Regions from separate parts of the Pan troglodytes genome. Here region 2 is linked to region 1. The links are chromatin contacts, called in public Hi-C maps. All regions are on one chromosome and are shown on one strand. Each heading gives the region's core, a stretch centred on a gene start, on an enhancer-like site or on the middle of the called end of the contact. The rest is flanking DNA. Distances are from core to core; before and after follow the strand shown. Region 1 overlaps DOCK4 (dedicator of cytokinesis 4). Region 2 holds the start of LOC129135563.

The links. A called contact is a pair of places that touch in the nucleus more often than the background predicts.
Region 2: a contact with region 1 is called in a Hi-C map of stem cell-derived neural progenitor cells, with 4 times the contacts expected there. The contact joins the promoter of LOC129135563 here to the enhancer-like site in region 1. A contact is called at or near these places in 2 of 7 Hi-C or Micro-C datasets (induced pluripotent stem cells and stem cell-derived neural progenitor cells) and 1 of 1 datasets of contacts at active chromatin or transcription factors (stem cell-derived excitatory neurons).

Annotation. Positions count from the first base shown.
Region 1 is chr6:127,134,961-127,142,671 of NHGRI_mPanTro3-v2.0_pri, reverse strand. It overlaps DOCK4 (dedicator of cytokinesis 4), which reads left to right. Exons shown (of 52, transcript XM_519315.8): 40 at 1,379-1,545; 41 at 4,574-4,660. Among named protein-coding and RNA genes, the nearest start is that of IMMP2L, 190 kb to the right of the region's middle. Within about 2 kb of position 3,096, at least 14 of the 24 cell types and tissues checked have an H3K27ac peak or open chromatin away from gene starts, as enhancers often do. A contact at or near this core is called in induced pluripotent stem cells and stem cell-derived neural progenitor cells, where this site is marked.
Region 2 is chr6:127,820,582-127,828,292 of NHGRI_mPanTro3-v2.0_pri, reverse strand. It overlaps LOC129135563, which reads right to left and starts at 4,107. Exons shown (of 1, transcript XM_055078606.1): 1 at 3,949-4,107. The coding sequence starts at 4,107. The coding sequence ends at 3,949. All of the region lies in intron 2 of IFRD1 (interferon related developmental regulator 1), which reads right to left.

The sequences.
Region 1 (7,711 bases), core at 1,847-4,346:
ACCTGCAAGGGCTGGACTCAGTGAGATTGCACTGGCTCTTAGCTGCAGAGCATTTTCATGCAAGGTTGTTCAGCCACCAGTCCCTTTTCAATAGCCACATCCTTACTGCTCCCTCTTTCCCATCATCTTAATTTTAGCTTAACTCCTTCTGAATAGAACTTAATTGTTCTATTTATTACGATGATGTCAGTTGAAAGAACTCTCTTGAAAGAATTTTTCCCTTTTAATTAAACCTCTTGTATAGCTCAACCCTGCCTTTAAAGCTTTTTTTTTAGTGATATCCTTTAGAATAATCTTCCTTTGACATATCCTGTGGAAACTGCTTAAGTTCAAGAAAATCATAGTATTGTGTTTACTGGCACATATTATTCACCCCTCCCCCCACCCTGATTATTTGTATTCTAGAATGAGGAATGGAAGAGAAAGAGCTACTCCAGTATCTTTTGGGGGCTTTTAGCTATGGCATCCTGAACAGCCTTTAATCATTGCTGTATAATTCATGCTCTTATTGTCTAAACACAAACAACTGAGCTGAAATTATATAGGTGTTAGAGACAAAGGCAGTTCACCCCAGCACTCTTTTCTGAACCCCTCTGCCTTTTCCTGAACCTGATGGTCTTAAAAAACACTTTTAAAACTTCCACTGACAATTATGAATACCATTTCAAAGCAGAAACCAAAATGCAAGACATGCAAGAAAGTACATAGGAAAAATATTTTGCTATCTTTCTTTAAATAAGAAGAGAAGGAGGTAAATATACAAGTTAATATGATACTCCTTTAATGTAATTTTTAAAAATATAAACTATAACTAAACACCCTGCATATGAATACAAGATTTGGGACAGCAGTTATCACAGATGTGGGAAGGCTAGGGACACAGATAATCACACAGATAAATGTAAGTCATCGTCAGTGTTCTAGTTTCTGTCTTTGGTCGTGGTTGCATAGATATTTACATGTTATTATAAGCAAACAATAAATTTAAATGTGTCATGCACAGACTAATAGATGTCTCATGAACAAGGATTAGGATTATCCTAATTCTGAGTACCTAAGGCCCAAACCATTCCCATCTACCTACACACACACACACAAAAATTAGTGATATCTGAATTCATAGGTCATGAAAATTTCAAGTCATGGAAATTTCAAGCTGATACTTTACCTACCTAGAACTAGTTCAAGACCTGTAGTTTGAGAAGTGATTTGCTAGAACTGAGTTCTTGGCATCTTCTTGGTAATTTTTTTAATGACTTCAACTGAAATGGAAACAGAAGATTGTTACCCATCCTCTTCTCTCTGCCATAGCTCAGCCCAAGCCAGACTTCCATGGAGTTTGCCAAGTCAGGTTCTCTCCTTGACTCTTTAATCCTAGATTTGCAGATATATGCTGTGACTCCCATTCCAGAGAGCCAGGAGGTCCTGCAGAGAGAGGGTGTTCCGGACAACATCAAAAGCTTCTATAAAGTGAATCACATCTGGAAATTCCGCTATGACCGACCATTTCACAAAGGCACAAAAGATAAAGAGAATGAATTCAAGGTACCATGCAATTCTTATTACATGCTAACTCCTCAGATAGACTGCGAGCCCCTTGGGGCACAGCCCTTGGTAAATATTTACTCAGAATAGTGTCAAGTGACAGAAACAGAAGGGACTATATAAATCATTTAGTCTAGTGGTTCTGCAGCTCCACGTGCATCAGAGTGACATGGAGTGCTCCCTAACCAAGCAGATTTCTGGTGCCCAGCTCAGGAATTCTGACTCAGTTGGTCTGGGAGGAGGTCCTAAAATCAGCTTTTTTGTAACAATTCTAATGCTGGTGGTTCTTAGACCAGTCTTTGAGAACTCCTGGCTGAAGTCAGTCCTCTTATTCATTTATGTTGAACCAATTGTGGGAATCTTGGGATGTTTATTTTCACGTAAAGTTCAATGAATAAAGAATACATAATGAACAGAGAAAAGGAGTTCCTGAAGACAGAGAACAGTTGGGTAGACTGCTGGTACGTTGGGTAAGTTATGTGCCATCTTTGCTGCTTGTTCTTGCTAGAACAGTGTGTAATTAGAACTTCTCAGGACTCCGAGTAAAACCAAATTTTGGATTCTTTGTGTGTGTTGAGTTCTCTGCTCTCAGTAGTTCCAACACGCCTTCCTACTTCAGCACCCTCAGCCAGAAAGGGACAAGGTTTCTCATAGCCCCACTGCAGAAAAGAGGCAAGATTGTTCAGTAGATAGAGTCTGCCCCTTTCTTTGCAAACAATGACATAGTGACACCCCCCCCAGTTAGTATTTCATATCTAAACAAAGAATGCAAAATTAGCTTATTTTTGTGAGTTAATTGGCTTAGCATTTTTCATCACAGATGTTCCCTGCTTAAGCTAGGAAATGTGCTCCTAACACGATTGTCTCATGTTAACTCACTTGGTCAGCTCTGCCGGTGTCAGTTCCCAGTACTCCCCGAAGTATTTCCAGGGATCATTCACAACCGAGAGGAGATCAGAAGGGGAAGGTTTTGCAGAGTTATGACAGGATTGAATAAAGAGCAGTCCCTTGTGCCCAGAGATTTGATGGGCTAAATATCAAGGCAAGGAGGCCACTGGAAAACAACAATGGGATAGTATTAAAAAGATCCATGATCATGTTCTTGTTTTTTCTGGAAACTTATTCTTTGTGCCTTCCAAAATCAATTAAAGAAGATATAGCTAGTTGATGATATAGTTCTTCTTGCAGTTGCTTTTAGTGACAACATAGTCAGAAATCACTGAAATCAGGCAATTGACTTGTTCAAAGTCACCTTCTAGTTACCGGTAGCTCCAGTCCTAGAACTCACATTTTCTGCCTCCTTCTCCATTGTTTTTTCCACCGTACTACATTTCCTTGTGGCTGTCACTTTAAATCTGTATCAGTGGTGCAGCAATCTCCCTAAAAAATAATAATAATAAATCTGGCTCCTGATTCCTCTGCTTTATAGCCCTCAGAATCTGGCTCCAAACCGCCCTCCAGAAGCCTCATCTCCACCACAACCCACTCACCCCTCCTCCCTCTCAGCCTCCGCGACACTCAGCTTCTCTCTTCCTCTCCCGCCAAGCCCTTTCGCAAGCCGCTCCTCCTGCCAGCGCTGCTACCCCCACTCTCCTCCTGGCAAACTCCTACTCACTCCTCAGAATGCAGCTCACGCGTCGCCCCCTCTGAGAACTGCTGTCCTCCTCCCCCAGGCTGGCGTGTGTGCCTGCATCCCCCTCTGTTGGCCCCCAGAGCCTTGAACATCCCTTTCTCTTCACTCTGAGCTCTTATTCATCTGCTTACCTCCCTGTCACCACCAGAACACTGCGAGCTCTTGTCACAGGATCTCTGCCCTATTCATCTCGGCACAGCTTGGCTGGCTCAAAGAAACTCTTCCATTTTTTTTTGTTGTTGTGGTTTGAGTAAATGGCACTATTTCAGGAATTTTGTAAAGTGTATTATCCTCTTGGGAATACACTTGGTTTAAGTAAGAAAGATGAGGCGTAGATACTAAAACCTGGTTGACAAAAAAGAAACGTGTCATCAACAGCAGCTCATACCAAAGGCAGCATGGTTTCACATGTCCTGGGGTTGCTCGTCCCGGCCAGAGGAAGCCCTGGCTCTAAAATACAGATTTGCCTCTATTAACAGCAGTTCAAACAAGCACAAGAAAATGTGGCACCGTAGATTTAGCAACTGACAAGGAGTCAGAGGTCCTAGTGGGTAGGTTCTAATGCTGGCTCTATCGGTAGTGTAGCTTTTGAGCAAGTCACATTGCTGCTTTAAGACCTAGTGTCTTCAAAAAAAAAGTAATTTTTTTGAGATGGAGTCTCGCTCTGTCGCCCAGGCTGGAGTGCAGTGGGGCGATCTCGGCTCACTGCAAGCTCCACCTCCCAAGTTCACGCCATTCTCCTGCCTCAGCCTCCCAAGTAGCTGGGACTACAGGTGCCCGCCACCACGCCCGGTTAATTTTTTTGTATTTTTAGCAGAGACGCAGTTTCACCATATTAGCCAGGATGGTCTTGATCTCCTGACCTCATGATCTGCCTGCCTCGGCCTCCCAAAGTGCTGGGATTACAGGCGTGAGCCACCGTGCCCGGCTGTGTCCTCATCCTTAACATAGATCATGCTGTGTGGTTCCTAAAGCCTTTGCTTCCCTTAGGACTCTTATTCTAATCTTACGTTGACAGGCTGATACATTGACTGGCTGACCCTTCTAGATATAAGTGGTTAGATGTTAAGGAGTGAAGAGAGTGTGAATTAGAATTTTGGAGAAATAGCAAAGAAAATAACATGATATAGCCTATTTTTGTATTTTTAAGCTTGCTGTTTGAAGTAGGAGCTCATTTATTCCACATGGAAAAAAGTTTGATGACATACAGTGGAATTGTTAAAATCAGCTTCAGCAGTCTCTCACTGTGATAGTTTCATGAGTGCTTGAATGAAGACTAAAGAAAGGCTGACAGGAATAAGCAAAGCCTGGTAACAGTGACCGACAAACACTAGTCATGGAAGTAGCTAGAAAGAAGGACAACTTGGGAGACTTAATGTGTTTTGTGTTTTGTAGAGTCTCTGGGTGGAGAGAACGTCATTATACTTGGTGCAGAGTTTGCCTGGCATCTCTCGCTGGTTTGAAGTGGAAAAGCGTGAAGTGGTAAGGATCAGAGCTTATTCTCAAGCACTTTCTCATCACAGTTGTTCACTTGGAGTTGTGCCGTATATTCATTACTTCTCCTTTGACCCAGATTCTCTGGAAGCACTCATAGTAAAATAGTGAATGTTTATGGTCTTGACCGCTATTACCAAGGCTGAGAAGGTGAATATTAATATTATCCTAATGTGTCCAGATGGAGGGATTCCTTGAAAACAACTCAATTTGCTACATGTAAAAAAACTATTCAGGCCCTTGAGTTAGAAGACTTGGAATTCCAGCTCTCCTAATTACTATAGCTGTATGACCTTCAGTGCTTAGTGTATCATACCAGTGCTAATACTACCTGCTTTATCTTATTTAATCATCATATCAAAGCTATGAGGTATATATTCTTATTCCTGGCTTTGCAATTTTTGACAAGAGGTCAAAATACTTTGCCAAAGATCACATAGCAAGATGTTGAAGAGAGACTCCAACCCAGATATTTCTGATTCCAAAGCCAATTATATTACTCTCTTCTAGCAGTAGGTTTCTTACAGGCTGAAGGAGGCTAATGTCAAGTCTCTGCACAGTGCCCGATGCACAGTAAGTCCCTGTTGTTACAGTTCCCAGTAGAAAGGATGGCAGCGTATTAGTCTCACTGAGCAGTCCTGGGTGGAGCACCCACTGTAGATCAGTGGGTGCCACTGTAGAACCTGGTAACCACAGCTCTCAAGAGCCCTCCGGTTGTAAAATGTGACCCCAGCTCCAGGCCCCAGTTGTGGAGAGCAGGGAGAGCAGCAGCTGAAGGCAGCCACATCCAGGGTGGGATCCCACCCAGCTGTCTGTGCTGTTCTTCCAGCGACAGCACCTCGATGTCAGCCATAGCCCTGCAGTCTCACAGCCTCCCTTGCTACATCCATTATAGCCATTTATTAACTTTATTTCACTTAGTGTGAATGTTCATTTGTTTCACTGCAGAAATAATAATGTGTTTGTTTTTGAGCCTGGGTCTCACCCTTTCATTACCATAGTTCTCTGATAGGAAGTGTGCCAATTGTGCAAATATAATGTAATTCATACCTTATTTAGGTCACAAGCCTATTCTGTCAATCCAGAAGAAAGAACAGCTCCTGACCAAATTGTTTTTCAAGAAATGTTTGTCTTACCTGGAATGTCTCAGCATTGAAACTACTCTCAGCCTATCATGTTCAATTAAGCTAAGGATTTAAAAATTAAAATTGAACTCTATTCAGCAGATTACATCAGTACAGTTGTATTCTTGTCCAGTCTGAGGTCCAGAGTCCCCAAAAGCTGGCTGCTTACATGTTGTGCCCTGGTACCTTCCATGGAAGTGGGGAGACCGCTAAACGCAGTGCTCAAAAAGTCTTATTATGCTTCCCGCTGAATGGCATGGGTCCAACTTGTAGAAGTGTTTTTAGTCATCCATGCTGCATTAATGATTCAGAGAGCCTTTAGCTACTTACTACCCAGAGCATTAAATCCTGTGAAGTCTCATCAATGGTCCTAGCCCTTGGAAATGTCATATACACATACAATGCTAATAAAAAATAGCATGCTGATAATGATAAAAGGAGCATTACTAAACACAACCTTTCAAACATCAGCTGCCTACTTTATTAGAATATGTAATCTTACGTTCTGTCAAATGGAACAAATCAAATTCAGCTGTTTTGTTCCCTGAACACAGCCCACTCTTAACAGCTTTTGTGTTTTTCTCTTGTTCTTGCTGCCTAGAATGTCCTCACTGTCGATTAAAGCTATTGGTTTCCTGGTTTAACTCCTAGTGTAGAAGGTCTTCAATAACAGGGACAGGTAGTAGGTGCTCAATACAAATACATCACGTTGAATTGAAATTCCTCATCTGCAGATGTCAGCATCTGAAAACCAAGAGATGTTTTCATTTGTTCAGCTCCAAAGCTCATTGGCTAATAATACACCCAAGCTTTTCTAATGCAAGTCCATTTATTAACTTTATTTCACTTAGTGTGAATGTTCATGTGTTTCACTGTAGAAATATTATATTTCCTTTTTGTTTTTGAGACTGGGTCTTGCTCTGTCGCCCAGGCTGGAGTGCAGTGATATGATCATGGCTCACTGCAGCCTTGACCTCCCGGGCTCAAGTGATCCTCCCACCTCAGCCTCCCAAGTAGCTGGGACCACAAGCATGTGCCATCACAACTGGCTAATTTTCTGATTTGTTGTAGAGATGAGGTGTCACGATGTTGCTCAGGCTAGTCTTGAGCTCCTGGGCTGAAACAGTCCTCTAGCCTTTGTCTCCCAAAGTGCTGGGATTACAGGCATAAACCACCATGCCCAGCCTTATTAATGTAATGTAATGCATTTGATTAAAGGAACCTGCCCTAGATCCTGCTAGGGGTTACATAATATACCATATATGGCCCTATACTGCCTTTCTAAAATCTGAAAAGTTCTTCATTCTGAAACATGTGGCACCAAAGGTTTCAGATGAAATTGGGGACCTTTATTTTCTAAATCACAGACCCCCCCCCAATAGCTTATCAACTTTTGTTAAGATATCAATGCCTTTGAACTATTGTTTCCTCTGTAGTTTATTATTTTCAAAACCCAAAAAAAGTGTTTTTGTCCTGATTAAAAAATTAGCTCATTTCAGCTGGGTGCCATGGCTCACCTGTAATCCCAGCACTTCGGGAGGCTGAGACAGGTGTATCACCTGAGGTCAGGAATTCAAGACCAGCCTAACCAACATGGTGAAACCCCGTCTCTACTAAAAATACAAAAAAGTAGCCGGGCATGGTGGCACGCACCTGTAGTCCCAGCTACTTGGGAGGCTGAGGCAGGAGAATCACTTGAACCGGGGAGGCAGAGGTTGCAGTGAGCTGAGATCACGCCACTGCGCTCCAGCCTGGGCAACAAGAGCAAAACTCTGTCTCAAAAAAAAACAAAAAACAAAAAAAAACCTAAACTCATTAAAAAATTTTTAATCAAGACAAACATTTATAGTTTAGAATCCATAAATGATTTTTTTAAAAATCCAACTAAAGATTACAAGAATATTGTCATACCACA
Region 2 (7,711 bases), core at 2,858-5,357, 680 kb before region 1:
AGAAGTTTTGGTATTTGATATACTATAAAAGCCTATCAGATAAACCACCTTTAAGGGAAAGTTTCTACAATGTGCAAGAGTTTAAAAGTACCAATGCTGGCCGGGTGCGGTGGCTCACACATATAATCCCAGCACTTTGGGAGGCTGAGGCCGGCAGATCACCTGAGGTCAGGAGTTGGAGACCAGCCTGGCCAACATGGCGAAACCCAGTCTCTACTAAAAATACAAAAATTAGCTGGGCCTGGTGGCAGGCACTTGTAATCCCAGCTAATTGGGAGGCTGAGGCAGAGAATCGCTTGAACCCAGGTGGCACAGACTGCAGTGAGCCAAGATAGCACCACTGCACTGCCTGCCTGCGGGACAAGAGTAAAACTCTGTCTCAAAAAAAAAAAAAGTACCGCTGCTGTTACTAAAAAAATAAAATCTTCTTTTTAAAAACTAGACTCTTTCTTTAAACTTCATTAACTTCAGGAATAAATACACAGTCACTTAGGGATTTTGTATTAATAAAAGGACTGCCAAGTCATAAACTACAATTCAGCACTGAGTTAAATTAAGTCCCAAATTCTGCCCCAAAAGTGACCGTGAGTCACCTGATTAACCTCTGAACCTAATTCCCTTTCAGTAAAATCTAAGTTCGTATGTTCAAACGTCACCACCTTAACGGTTTTTTTTTTAATGCTTCAAATTTAAGCCTGTTATTGTTGGGCTGGATTTTTTTTTTTAACGGAGTTGTCTTTTTTAAAATCAAAACAAAGAATTTAGCAGATTTTTAAATTAACACAGCAAGCAAGTGGCCTTCAGATTTGCTTGCGTGGTGCCAAAGTAGTAAAGCATAAAGATTAAGCAATGAAGCCAAAATCTCAAAATTTCTTGGAGTGCTTAGGACAGGAATAAACAAAGACCTATGACATCACACTCTATTTCTGGATCTATCTTCCTCGTTTTTATGACTGAAGTCATGGCGATAGACGAGTGTCATCTGATTAATTTTATTAACATTTATTCACAAGTCAATTCACAGTTTTTCTTTTTCATAGCCTATTTCTAAGAGTATTCCTCCTATGCAGCTCTTACTCTGCTCCCTTAACTCATCAGTATTAATGATTTCTAAGATTCGAGGGAAAGAAAAAAAATACACATATATATGTATCAAGAAAAAGAACCCTGTATGAATGCCTGATATTTAGGTCAAACTCACCCACACGGTGATCCTAAGTACCATTAAAGAGATGGCACTCTAGGCACATAAAGTACTTACTTCTAGAGGGCTTACTAACAAGGTTTTGTTCTTTCTTAAAAATATTCTCTTTAAATTAAGTGCTATGACATACCTGTATAAAAGAAGTCAATTTTATTAGCTTCCTAAAACTCTCCACTAACATAAAAAAAATAAAGAGTTTAAATGGAAAACTCATTAAAGTAATAATGACAATTTGGTTACATAGTGGAGACCTCATTTGAATCCCATTTCTTTTAGATGTCATTTAAAAATACTAGTTGGGTAAGTGGCTTGTTAAGTAAGCAAAAGTTTGTGTAATTTTCCATCTCTTCTACTCAACTATTATTTATTCATTGTTTATTAAACAAGTAAAACATTCACATAGGACCAAGTTAAAGTTTTAAAAAGTAAATCTCACCCCCATACCTTTCCCCAGCTCCACTTCTGAGGTAACCACAGTTAACAAGTTCTAGCACACACTTCCAAAGATATTCAAAGCATGTATTGTGTTATAAATTAATCAAAGAATTATTTTCCACTTGTTTACATATGCTAAAATTCAGTGGTGAAATGGATCTTTTCTACTAAAATAGTGAAAAGGTAGCAGCAATAAAGCTGATGAAAGGTCACAAATGAGCCCTGAGGCAAAATTTAAAAGGCAATCCCCATACAGCCACCAGAGGCCTGTATAGGTACTATAAGCACAAAGAGGGAAGGAGGCTTGCCCAGAAACTTTAGACGGGATTAAAGGTTTGTGCGTGATCTAGGCCATTACTAACATCATTATAACTTTCAAACTTTAGCTTTCAAACTTTTCCATTTCATCAACAAAAGGGTAAAATAATAAAATAAATATCTTCTAGAAAGAATTCAAATGTTTGATTCAGATGAGGAAAAGCTGAAACACAGTGGTAAGAAATATCCTCAGACCAGGCACCGTCCCAGCATTGTGGGAGGCTGAGGCAGGAAGATCCCTGGGGACGAGGGACTCGTGACCAGCCTGGCCAACATAGACCTTGTCTCTACAAAAAATGTAAAAAATAGCCAGGAATGGTGTCACATGCCTGTAGTCCTAGCTACAGGAGGCTGAGGAGGGAGAGCTGCTTGAGCCCAGGAGTTAAGAGGTTGCAGTGAGCTATGATCACACCACACCGCACTCCAGCCTGGGCGACAGAGCCAGACTCCCTCTTTCCCTTAAAAAAAAAAAAAAAGTATCCTCAATTCACATAGAGCAACCAGAGGCCACAATAAACTAATTACATATTTTACATCTTGATAAAGAATGAATTTCATCAACATGGAGAGCATTCAAAATAAAGAGGCACCTAAAAAATGTAAAAAATTGCTGTTTTAAGAATCCCTCCCTATGGTCAATTACTAAATGTTTAATACATGATCACGAGTTTTTGAGCTTTTTTAAATGCCAGTTTCCAATAACCTTTAACAACATAACCCCATATTTACTTTTCTTGTGAACAAAGGCATATCATTCTGAGTGGCAGCCGTGGCGGAGGGGCAACTGTGTCCAAAAATACCTGATGGCTAATAGTTCCAGTGTGATAACGTCGGAGAATACTCCAATATTTAACTCCTGTTTAAATTTCTAAATAAAATATTACCCAGGTTATTTAATACTCGATTTGAGTTTATTGGGGTCTCTCCTAGAAGGGCCTTCCAATTCCAATTGGAATCCTTTTTCTTAACCATATAATAAGTAGAAAACCATAAATTCAGTTAAGCACCTACTCATCCCACCCAGGAAAAGTTTCAACTTCGTAGCGAGGGCACAATAACCTCAACTTTTAGCCAACTGCAACCTAAGCTCCTCACTACCCTGCCTCTCTGTGGCTCACTGCAGACAACATATAGAATGCAGCACAAAGGAGAACGCGTTTCTTCCCCCCGTGAGCAGAAGGTCGCCTCGGGTGGTCGCAGAGGTCCTAGAGGTTCAGGGCTTCTGCAGGTGCCAGTTAGGGGAAGGAGCACAGCCTAGGGGGGAGAAAGTGGTCCCCCCGCCTCCGACGCCTTCCCCTGGCCAGGTGGACATGCGAGACGGAAAGCTTCCCCGGCGCCTCTGCGTCACCCCGGGCCCACCGCGCAAGGCCCAGGCCGCGTGACGCAAGAGCCCGTCCAAACCCGCCGGACGTTTGGCATCCCAGGAGCTCCATGTTGGAGCCAGGGTGTCAAAGGCGGCCAGTGACTGCACGGACTCAACTCCCCGTTCTTCCCCACCCGTGGTCGGGGAGAGATCGGGCGAGATCGCCGCCGAGAAAGGAACTCTGACAATGGTTCCTTTCCCGCCCAGCTCCCGGTCAGCCCCTGTCCCGACACACTCTCAGGCCCAAGGACCCGTTCCTCCCTGCCCCCCACGGCCGGTGCCCAAGAGTCCGGTTCGCACGCCAGATCTAAATCGCGCGAGGAGCAGCGCCTAGGGCACGCTGGGAATTGTAGTTCAGTAGCCAAACCACGCACCCTGGAAATGCAAATGTGTACATCAGAAAAAGAACTACAACTCCCACCGTGCCCAAGCATGGAAGACTCGCCAGCCTGGCCGGCAACCGGGATGCCGGCAGCGGGGATACCCCTTACCTGCTGTCGCCGCCGTCGCTGCGGCTGCTCCTGACCCGCCGCCGCCAGCACTGCCACCGCGGTGGGGAGTGTTCCGCTTCTTGTTCTTCGGCATCGTGGGACGCCTGGTGCCGCCCAGAGTCGGAGCTTAGCGAGGATCAGCCGATGGAGCTGCACTTTTTACTCGTGCGTCTGTGCGGCGGGCGGCTGAGAGGCGAGTCTTCGGCTAACAACGGAGTCGAGAAGCGGCGGGGGTAAGAGTGGGCGGTGGCGGCAGCAGAAATCCCCGTGAAGAGCTGTGATCGAAAACGATACATGTTTCTCTCTAGCGCGGGAGCTAAGGCGGGGCAGGGGAGGCCACGACGCCTTAAGTAGCAATACCGCCACCTGACGTCACTCTGTGGGCGGGGCTTGAGCGCTTCCCAGCCAATCCCTGCACACCTCCCCACTGTACTCCTCCGTCGGGCGGGGCGCGGATCCTGCCTACAAATCCCATGCGGCCAGTCTTCCGTCCGCGCCCAGGGAGCCTGTCTTCGTGGCCTCACTGAATTCTGGGAAACGTAGTAAGGCTGGGGCCGGGGCCTCCTCCCGGCCGTCTCTTCCCAACGGGCTTTTCTGCCCACTTGCTTTTTTCTTGGTGACCCCACCCCTGCCTCGGCGCGCCCCCGCCTTGGAACTGGGTGAGGTAGGCACCGGCGATGCACAGTGGGGCGAGTATGCCCTATGACGAGAGTCGGCTTCCAGCTGGCAGCTATGCAATCACCTTTGCTTCTCTTTCTCCGGAGGCTGGTGTTCTCCTTAACCTTTCCCCTACTTCCCTGCGGCACCTGCCAGGCACGCAGCCTTACCTCTCCTGGGTAACATTTCCATGGTTTTAGTTTTAACTAGTTCCATGAACTACTTAAGCCATCATCAGTACTGTACCTGTAATTGGACCGTGGTTCAGGGTTATGTGCCCCCCATCCCTCCCCCCAAAAAAAGGGATGCTTTCGTCTACTTAGTTGTGGAGTTCGTGTATATCTCAGATTCTAGACTAGGAATATATGACGATTCAGCGTTGTGGGTTTCTATACAAGAATGTGTCCCTTGACAATACTACCTGCCAGTTCTGAGAACTTCACAGCTGGTAAAACAAACACGAGTTATACAGATCAATAATCGCAGTGCTGCCTTTTTTCTCAAGGCACTCCTAGATCTCTGTCTTCCTTGTTAGGACATTTGTCTAGTATTTAGAGCCTGTTATTAGGTTCATATACTATGCTTATGACAGATCAAAGTCCCTGACTCACCTCAATGTAGGTGAGTCATCCGCCACTCCACCTCTCAGCTGAGCTCTATTCTTCTATTTTCAATTGCCTGTAGCACATTTCCACCAGAATGTTCCACTTGTGCCTCAACCCAACATCTCTGAAACGAATACTATATTTCCTTCTTCCTGTCTTCCCTTTGTTCACTGTACTATTTATTATCCTCCCATATGTTAAATTCCAAAACTCAAATTCATAGTCTTTTTTCCCTTTGATGCACCACCCCCTCCCCACCCGCAAAGCAATTAGTTTTAAAATAGCACTCTTAAATTCCTGTCCTATTCTGTGATCACATGTGACCTCAGTTCATGCCTGGGCATTTTAAGTGATCTCCCAGTCTTTTCATCCATGTTTCATGCACAGTAATGCTGCCAGATTTATTTGTGTGTTCCCTATTTTACGAATCCACCTGCTTTAATAGTTGCTCAAAAACATTCCATGGCTCCCATGACTAACTTTAAATGCCAACCCTTTTAGCCTGGCCCTGACTCCCTTTCCAGCCTCATCTTTCACTGCTTCCTCATACAGTTCTCGTTCTTCAGCCAAACAGGACTGCTTTTCATTTCCAATACACAGCTCTGTTCTCCTACCTCCATTTCCTCATTCATATTCTTTCCTGTTCTTGTAATGCCTTTCCTCCCATCTTCACCTTAAGAAATTTTATCCGCCTTTCAAGATGTAGCTCATGCTGCCACCTTCCTGAAGCCTCCAGCCAGAATTTTCTTCCTCCTCACAACTCTTTGACACTCATCCTAATAATGCCCTAATGGCACTTACTACCTCCCCACATGGCCTACTCAAAGATGCTATTTAATGGGCAACATTTCAGGGTTGCTTTTACTTTGTTTACTTCTGAAGCAGCCAGTAAACTGCACAGAGCACAGAAACCAAATACGGAGGCAGGTTGTGGGGGAGGAAGCAGCTCACACTGACTCCTTGTATCTAGAGGCACACTGCAACTCAGTGACAGGGCCTATACAGAATGAGATGTCTCACAGAATTGTAGACTCAATAACTTTTATAACCCTAGGCTCTTCACCATCCAGAAACAATTTATACTATACATAAGGCAACAGTTTTGCCACTCTGGAGTCACATCACCTAGGCCTAACATCCAGGTTCCAGCCCTGGAAATGTGTGCTTTGCATTTGGGGCAGGGGCTTTTTTTCCAAATCCCTTCACATCCACTTAGTCGTTCTGCGGCAGGCCTGGCCATGGCCCACCACATCATATACGTACTTGTTTTACATTTATTTGTGAACACATCTGTCATCTCATGAAATTATCAGCTTCCCAAGAACAAAAATCTTTTCCTCTTTTTAATTTCTTTTCTTTTTTTCTTACTTTTCTTTCTTTCTTTTTTTTTAAATCTACAGGCCCAGGAACTTGAAAAAATCTTGCTGTATCCCTCATGGCACAAAAGGAAGTGTTACATTTGAAATTGAAATTATAGTTAGTATATATATAGTTAAATGAACATTTAAGAAATAATCGTTGACTAGATTTTTCTGGATCAAGGAAAGGGAGAAACTTATGTATCACTACATACATACATTCTGGATCAAGGAAAGGGAGAAACTACTTATCACTACAAACATGAAGTACAGCCTTCAGTATAATGAATTCTGAGAGATACTGTACTTTTGATAAAATTACCTTACTATAGTTTTATGCCTGCAGTTTAGCTCCAGACCAGTGCAAACATCACAAAGATTTAGCCCACCTCCTCATGGGACAGTGGTCTTCAGCTCCACATACTATTTTGCAATATGTTTAAAGAAATTAGAAGACTCCAAACATCAAGTCACTAAATGCTTACAAATACCAGAAAGGAAGGGGAAGCACGAAAGGGAACAGGAAAAAGGGCTTTCTCCAGACTTTGCCTTTTTCTTCAGGAAAGATCACACTCCCTAGAAACTTCCACCTACATGTTGACCAGAACTGTGTCACAGGATGATCCCTAGCTGCAAGGAAGTTTAGAACACAAGTATTTTTGTTTGGGCTCATTCGCAAACAAAATTGAGGTTCTGTTGATAAGAATGAAGGGGAAACCATGGATATAAGGTAGACAAATAGCAATGTCTGCCTCATATATCAGGAGGCAAAATACTCTCATGCTCTAATAAATAAATATCACATATTTGTTACCAACATGACATTATGTGCTGCCTCAACATTTAAGTCATTGTAAAATATATTCTCCTCTTACAAAACAACTTAGTTTAACATTCCATCGAACAGAAATCACCATCAGGGTAAGTATACTCAAATGTTGCAAAAATAAATCTTACATTAATCAGAATTTAGGGGCACACCTGAGAAGAGTTCTAAGTTCTCATTGATGACTTTGATTCAAGAACAAGTAATAAAGATAAGATTCAGTATTCATACCTTCCTTGAAGGCATAAACATGAAAGGTTTTCTTTGAATGACTTTAGTCATGGCCTCCTTGGGATTCTCTGCATAGCACTGAGCAGAAATAATACCTCCCAGATCCTCCATGTAGGGCTTGTCAGAATCTGTTTCTTGCCTGTATCTCCCAAATCACTTCTCTCATCACCTAACACAGTCCCTTTCCTAATGCCATATCAAACTCTTAGCAGGTCTCTGAGCT